Linked DNA regions of Sus scrofa: region 2 is linked to region 1. A link is a contact called in public Hi-C data. All regions are on one chromosome and are shown on one strand. The core of a region is the stretch at or near the end of the contact, and the rest is flanking DNA. Distances in the headings are between cores, read along the strand shown.

Evidence for each region. A called contact is a pair of places that touch in the nucleus more often than the background predicts.
Region 2: a Hi-C map of embryonic fibroblasts shows a contact between it and region 1, with 1.9 times the contacts expected there. The contact joins the promoter of STK38L here to the promoter of PPFIBP1 in region 1. A contact is called at or near these places in 2 of 47 Hi-C or Micro-C datasets (embryonic fibroblasts and heart right ventricle).

What each region holds. Positions count from the first base shown.
Region 1 is chr5:46,221,380-46,224,400 of Sscrofa11.1, reverse strand. It overlaps PPFIBP1 (liprin-beta-1), which reads left to right and starts at 1,507. Exons shown (of 28, transcript XM_021092144.1): 1 at 1,507-1,728.
Region 2 is chr5:46,573,278-46,576,298 of Sscrofa11.1, reverse strand. STK38L (serine/threonine-protein kinase 38-like) reads left to right here and starts at 1,583. Exons shown (of 15, transcript XM_021092164.1): 1 at 1,583-1,691.

The sequences.
Region 1 (3,021 bases), core at 258-2,757:
TTTCAAAGTGGTGCATAGAAAGACTTAGAGTTGGAGGGAAATGGATTCAGAAATACAAGTCAGGAGCTTGGAATTTGTGTAGGTTTGACAAACAGCATCATGGTAAAAGAGCAGGTCTGTGAGCATTATCTGGGTCTTCAGATTTTTTTTTTTTTTTTTTTTTTTTTTAGCATGATAGTGTTGGAGTGAGTGTAGACTGTGGGCAATCACTACTTTAAAGAGAATAAATAGCTTCAGAGTCAAATGAACCTGGGTTTCAACCCCAGTCCTGGGTGTTCTGGAGCAATTTACTTACCTAAGCTTGCTGAGCCTTGGATTCCTTTAGGTTAAAATGAGGCTAATGACACTCACTTTACAGGATGGATGTGAAGATTGAAGTGAGACACAATGGTGGACTCTCTGCCTCCCTTCTACAATTTTTGGCAGGATGGTGAAATGTATGACGTGTCATCCATCAAAAAAACAAACAATAAAATCCAACAGGAAACCAATAATTCATTCATTGTAATTCCAGAAGATGATGGATAATATATCTATATATCATGTAAAGAGGGCCACTTTTCACCATTTAGTCCTGCCTTGCAAGCAGTTATTAGGCAAACTGAAAGACCCATTTCCTGGGAATCTTTCTGTTTTGTTGGCCGGGAGTATTATACTGCCTGATAGCTGTCAGCGTAAACGTTAGTTAATTCTTAATTGATTCCTCAGCCACTGCAATTGGTTCCATTCAACAGTAATTATTCTCCTGTGGCTTGCTGAACTCAATTGTGAGGTTCCCCCACCCCCATCCCCCTTCAATTGTGCATGGAAACAGCAGCCTTAAGATCTTTAAAAAGGTAAATAGTAATTGTTCTTCAGAGGTTCAATTTTATTTGCCTGGAAGCTCGTGTGCTGGGTTTCCATCGCTAAAAGCAAAAGCCGCCGCATGGTGGATAACACCCCCGGTTAACAACCCAGAGCTGGGTCGCGGTTTCTAGGATTCTCCTTCACATCTTCCCGAAGTGCTTTTGAAGTTCTAAATTTCCCGTCTAAGGGAACGCCCAGCCGTCCCAAGATAAAAGGGTTAGCAGAGGGAGCTGGCGTTTTCCTTTATTTGCCTGACTTCAAGCTAGCCATTTTCTGCTCCACGCGCCGCCGGACTCGGACTTGCCCGTGACACAGAGGCGACTGTTTTTCCTTCAAAAGGGGGCTTGGGTGGGTTAGTTTCGTTTCCGACCTGGGAGAGGGTAAATGCGCCAAGAAAAGTTTAAAACGCCACCCGCAAGGATCTTCCTCGTACCATTATTCTCCCTCCCTTAGAGATAGCAGGAAAGGCAGCATTTTTTTTCCATCAACACCCACTTCCAGCCCTTGCCGGGCTCAGCGAGGAATGTGTAAAATTAGTGGGCTCCTCTGACTGACAGCCCGCGGGCCCAATCAGCGCGAGCGGGGGCGCGCCAACGCCCCCCCGGCGTCCTCTCTTTGGCTAATTTCTGCGGGGAGGGAGGCGGGCGGGCGGGCGCGAGGGAGGGGAGGTACCTGGAACTGGGAGTGATGTCAGCTCCCAGCTCGGTGCCTGCCCGGATTCCTGACATGGTGTAGGGCCGAGAGGGTGGGGAAGGCGGGAGCCGGCCGGGAGAGGACTCGGAGTGGCCAGACTGCCGTGGGGGCAGAGGGCCGGCGCTTTGAACTCCGAGCGAAGGTGAACCAGAACTTTTGCAACTCGTGCGGGCGGCTCTCCTCCCCCAGGTAAGGGCGTTTGTCCTCTCTTGGGGACCGGCAAGCAGTGGCACCGTTGTGTGGTTGTAGCTGCTCCTCCTTTTCCCCACTCGATTTCCTTTTCCAGCTCACTCCTCTCTCCCAGCTCACTCCTCTCTCCCAGTGGGAACCCACACTTTTTGCGGGGTGCGGTAGGGCTTAACAACTGGGGCTCTCAACTAGTTTGTATGGGAAAAATACCTCCGGAATTCGACATGTAAAATCTTGACTGTGTCCTTAAACCCCCCACACCCTAGTCTTCTAATAATACTTGAGAACCCCGATCAGAGGAGTGGTGTGTGTGTGTGTGTGTGTGTGTGTGTGTGTGTGTGTGTGTGTGTGTGTGTGTAGGGGTGTTCTTTTAAAATGTCACTAAAAGTTTATGAAATATGGACTCAAACATTATGCTCTTTGAGAGAGGAGAAAAGTTTTGTATTTTTTTGGTTCTCCTGTGGCCTATTATGCGTTGCTTTAAATGAAAGACTGTCATTGTTATGTTTATATATTCTTACATAATAACATAAAAAATCCTTTTCCATAGTCAAGATTTGAGGAATTCATTTGGGGTGTGGGAAATTCATTGAGCCTGTGGGAAAACCGGTCTCTTGGGGGCACACTTCAACGCCAACTCGTTTTCATTCTTACATTTTAGCGGAGAATCCCATGGCTTGCCAACTTTGTGATCTGGAGGGGTTAGGAAGGCTGCCGAGAACCTTTGGATCTGTCTTCTGTGGATTGCTTGAGAGAAAGATGAGGGCTGGTAGTTGTTTTCATGGATCCTTTTTAGAGAAGGGAGTTTTTACAGGGAAATGTGGCAGAAGGCGTGGCATACAAACTCTTAATTATAGGAACATGAATTTTCCAACATGTGGGACCAAAACAAATCCTTCCTTTCAATAAGAAGTGCAGAGAGCAATAGATGAAGAACCTGATTGAGTGTCTAAGTTTGGTATTTAGGGAAAGCAATGGCCTGTCGAGAGCTAAAGGGTATTTTGACAAGTGGAAGTGTAGAATTCTGATTTTTGCTTATTTGTGGTTTCAAACCCTTTCTATTTCTTGCTTGGAGATTTTGTGTGCCCAGGTCCTACAGTTGTTTTCTGGTGAAAAAAATTAACTCCATAAACTGATTCAGGATCCTCACTCATCATCGCTGAAGGCTCTTTCTTTTGGAGAAGGAAAGAGAGTGTCTGCGCTGAGACTCCTGAGTCAGGTTTCCCTTTGCTTTTACCAGAGTTCCTCAGCAGTGAGGAGCCTTCTGTTGCCAGGTTGGGAGGAAACTGTGGA
Region 2 (3,021 bases), core at 334-2,833, 350 kb before region 1:
AAAAACTCATTTTTTGGTATTTTAATAATTGTATATTAATATAAGCAATTTCCTTTATAGCCCTAGGTAGTTTCTTTTATGCATTTAAAAACACTATTCTGCAAAAGGGCCTATAGATTTCACCAAACTTCCAAAAGGGCACTTGGCTCTAATTTGATTCAGGTCAGGCACCTTCAACAACCTGGGGGAATTTGTTTGGAATGGCCTCAATTTAGAAATTGGAAGTTGAAGATGTACCCTGCCCCACATTACCCTAGTCTAATACCCTACACATTCCTCTAGTGCTATGAAAATATTATGGCATATTTGAAAATATAAACTTGCTATAGGATACTCCATAAACTGTTTCCAATCCTACCACACTTGAATTAGTATGTATGCACTAGAGGGAGAATGGGGTGCAGGCATCTGTCAAGCATGTTTGATTATAATTAAACCTCTTATTTTCACGTATGTCAACTGTCATTTGTGTCTTAAAATGACCATATGATGTAGGAAGAACTGATTTCTTCAAGAACACACTAATTACCAGACAACATAGTGCTTTTTCCACTATCAAGGTATATATGAGAAAGCAGAGTGTAAAAAAAAGAAATGATATTATGATTCTTCTCTAAGTCTTTCACGTGCGTTGCCTACCCTCATCAAAACTAAAGATAATGGTTGGCATCTCTGAATTATATTTTCTGCAAGCACAATGCCAGCTTTGCATATTGTCTTAACAGTCTAAAAGTTAATGGTATTTTATAAAATCTCTAATATTCAGATAGAAGATAAATTTTTCAATGATAATTAGGAATGAGTCTCTTCATTGGCTTGTCCAGTAAGTTTTCTCCCTAAGCTCAAATGCATCATCCTCCCAAACATCTTTTCTGAGGCACACTACAGGATGGTGATTTTTCTCATAGTTTTCTTATCCTAAATAAGCAACCCAGTATTGTCAGTTATTTTAAGATTTTCCCCAAGCAAGATAACTCGAGCAAGTTTTTCATGTATGTCACAGAGTTTTTTGGCAGCTTTTCCAAATGCGAATCTCTCTCAAGTTGTTAGAGTCATGGTGAAATGGAAAAGGGTCAAGAAACCTGAGTGGCTTCTAGATCTCACAGCTACTAACTAGGCAGCTTGATCAGTCAGTCCAGTTTTGTTGACCACATTGTCCTACTCTGCAAAATGTTCCCCCAAATCACTAAAATTATCTCTAAGCCACTTTCCATCTCTATCATTCGCATTGCATAGTGAAGCATCAAGAAAAACTGTTGACATTTAGAATACGTGACTAATGTAGCAACACACAGGGCCACTCCCAAGAGTGGCCTGAACTAGCTCTGGGCAGAGTAGAGGGAAGTGAGATGAGGCTGATGAGAGGAATCGGTGACCATTCAAACAACTCCACCGCCAGGCGCAGGTGGATGGGGTGGGGCGGGGGGCGGTGTTGACGACAGAAGACTACTTCCGGCTGTGGTGCGTATGACGTCAGGACCGATTCGGACCGGCCCAGCCACCAAGAAGCCGAGCAGGGAGGGCTCGCGAGAGTTCAAGGAGGCCACCCCGAGATTCCGGCGCGGCAGCGGCGGCGGGTCCCACCTCCTGGGGGCGGGGCGAGGGCGGAGCGGGCAGCAGGGAGCGGACGGCGCCGGGCCGGTTGCGGTCCGTGCGGAGGCTGAGCCGGCCGCGGGCGCGACCGGAGGCAGGTGAGTGTGGGGATGCGGCGCTTTGAGGCGGCAGGCGCTGGGGGGCTCGTCTCGCTGTGCCAGCCCCAACTCTGTGAGCGGAGCAGGAGATTTTATGTGTCTTTGGGTGTCCAGGGAAAGACGGGCTCATTTCGCGGCTGGAAATGCCTCCGGTGAAGCTCCAGCGACGGCCTTGGCCCTCTTGTTCCCTGGAGTGCTACTGGCCCCAGGTGTCCGGAGAGGTGGCCTTGATCCCAGGGAGGAATCTTTGTCCTTCCCTGCTCCTTTCCCCTTCCACGCCTCTGCCCCCGAGCACCCTGCTCCCCGTCCCTGCCTGGGCTTCGTAAACAATAACAAATGTCGCGGATCCTCTCCTGTATCCCCAGCTTTCCCGTCCCGTGCCTTCCAGCTGGTGCCACTGAGGGGAAGGATTCTGGGCATAGCTCTTAGATTGTGGGGGCTGTTTGTGTACCATTCCTAAAAACTGATGCGTCAGATTGCTAAACATTTCTCAGACACTGTAAAGCCGCCCAGCTCCCAGAAGCCACAGTGTTCAAAACCGGTCTCGGAATCTGCCACTGGAACCCTAGACCCTTCTTTTCAATATCGTTTTCTCCCAACCCTTTTTTTCACCTTTGCTATCGGGGACAAACGAGTGCTTGTTTGGTATGAGAAGAGGAAAGACTCTACCCGATTGAGTAGGAGACATTTCACCTTTAAAAAGTTGCCAGGTTGATAGCAAAAGAACAAAAGTTTATTTTCAAAAGCGGTGGCCTCCCGTTTACTGTTGCTACTTTTGTGGGGCCGCTTTTCTGGTCCTTAGTTTGGAAGAAAAGTATAAAAAGAAATAGGAGGGGGGCGGGAGAGCTGGTGGTGCTAGAAGTAGTGGATGTCCAAAGGGTGATGCTGCCGTTCCTCACTTGATAAAATGCAGAACCAAAGCTCTTGTCTATTTCATGAAACTTGTGATAAGTTTTGATAGAAGCCAGTTGCTCGGGAAAGGTGGCCGGAGTAATAGCTTTATTACTAACTACTAAAATCTGAGGAAACAACTTTTAAGCGTTTTACTTTATGTCTCCTAGCTGTAAGATGGGAGAGAGACCTTGTCTTTTGGGGGCTGTGAGTGGGGTGGGGGCTTAAGCTTGTTAGGTCTCCCTACTTTGAGGCAGGGTCTATTGTTGTTTAAGCTCAGTTTCCTTACGGAGGGAAGGTTTTTCAAAGTTCTTTGTCTCAATCGTAAATGCATATAGATACTGGCAACCTCTTTGTGTTTGGCCTTTCTTTGTATTGCCTCAGGATATATAAAACAATTAAGTTTATTATAGTCTCTACCCAGTAGCTGGGAGGTATT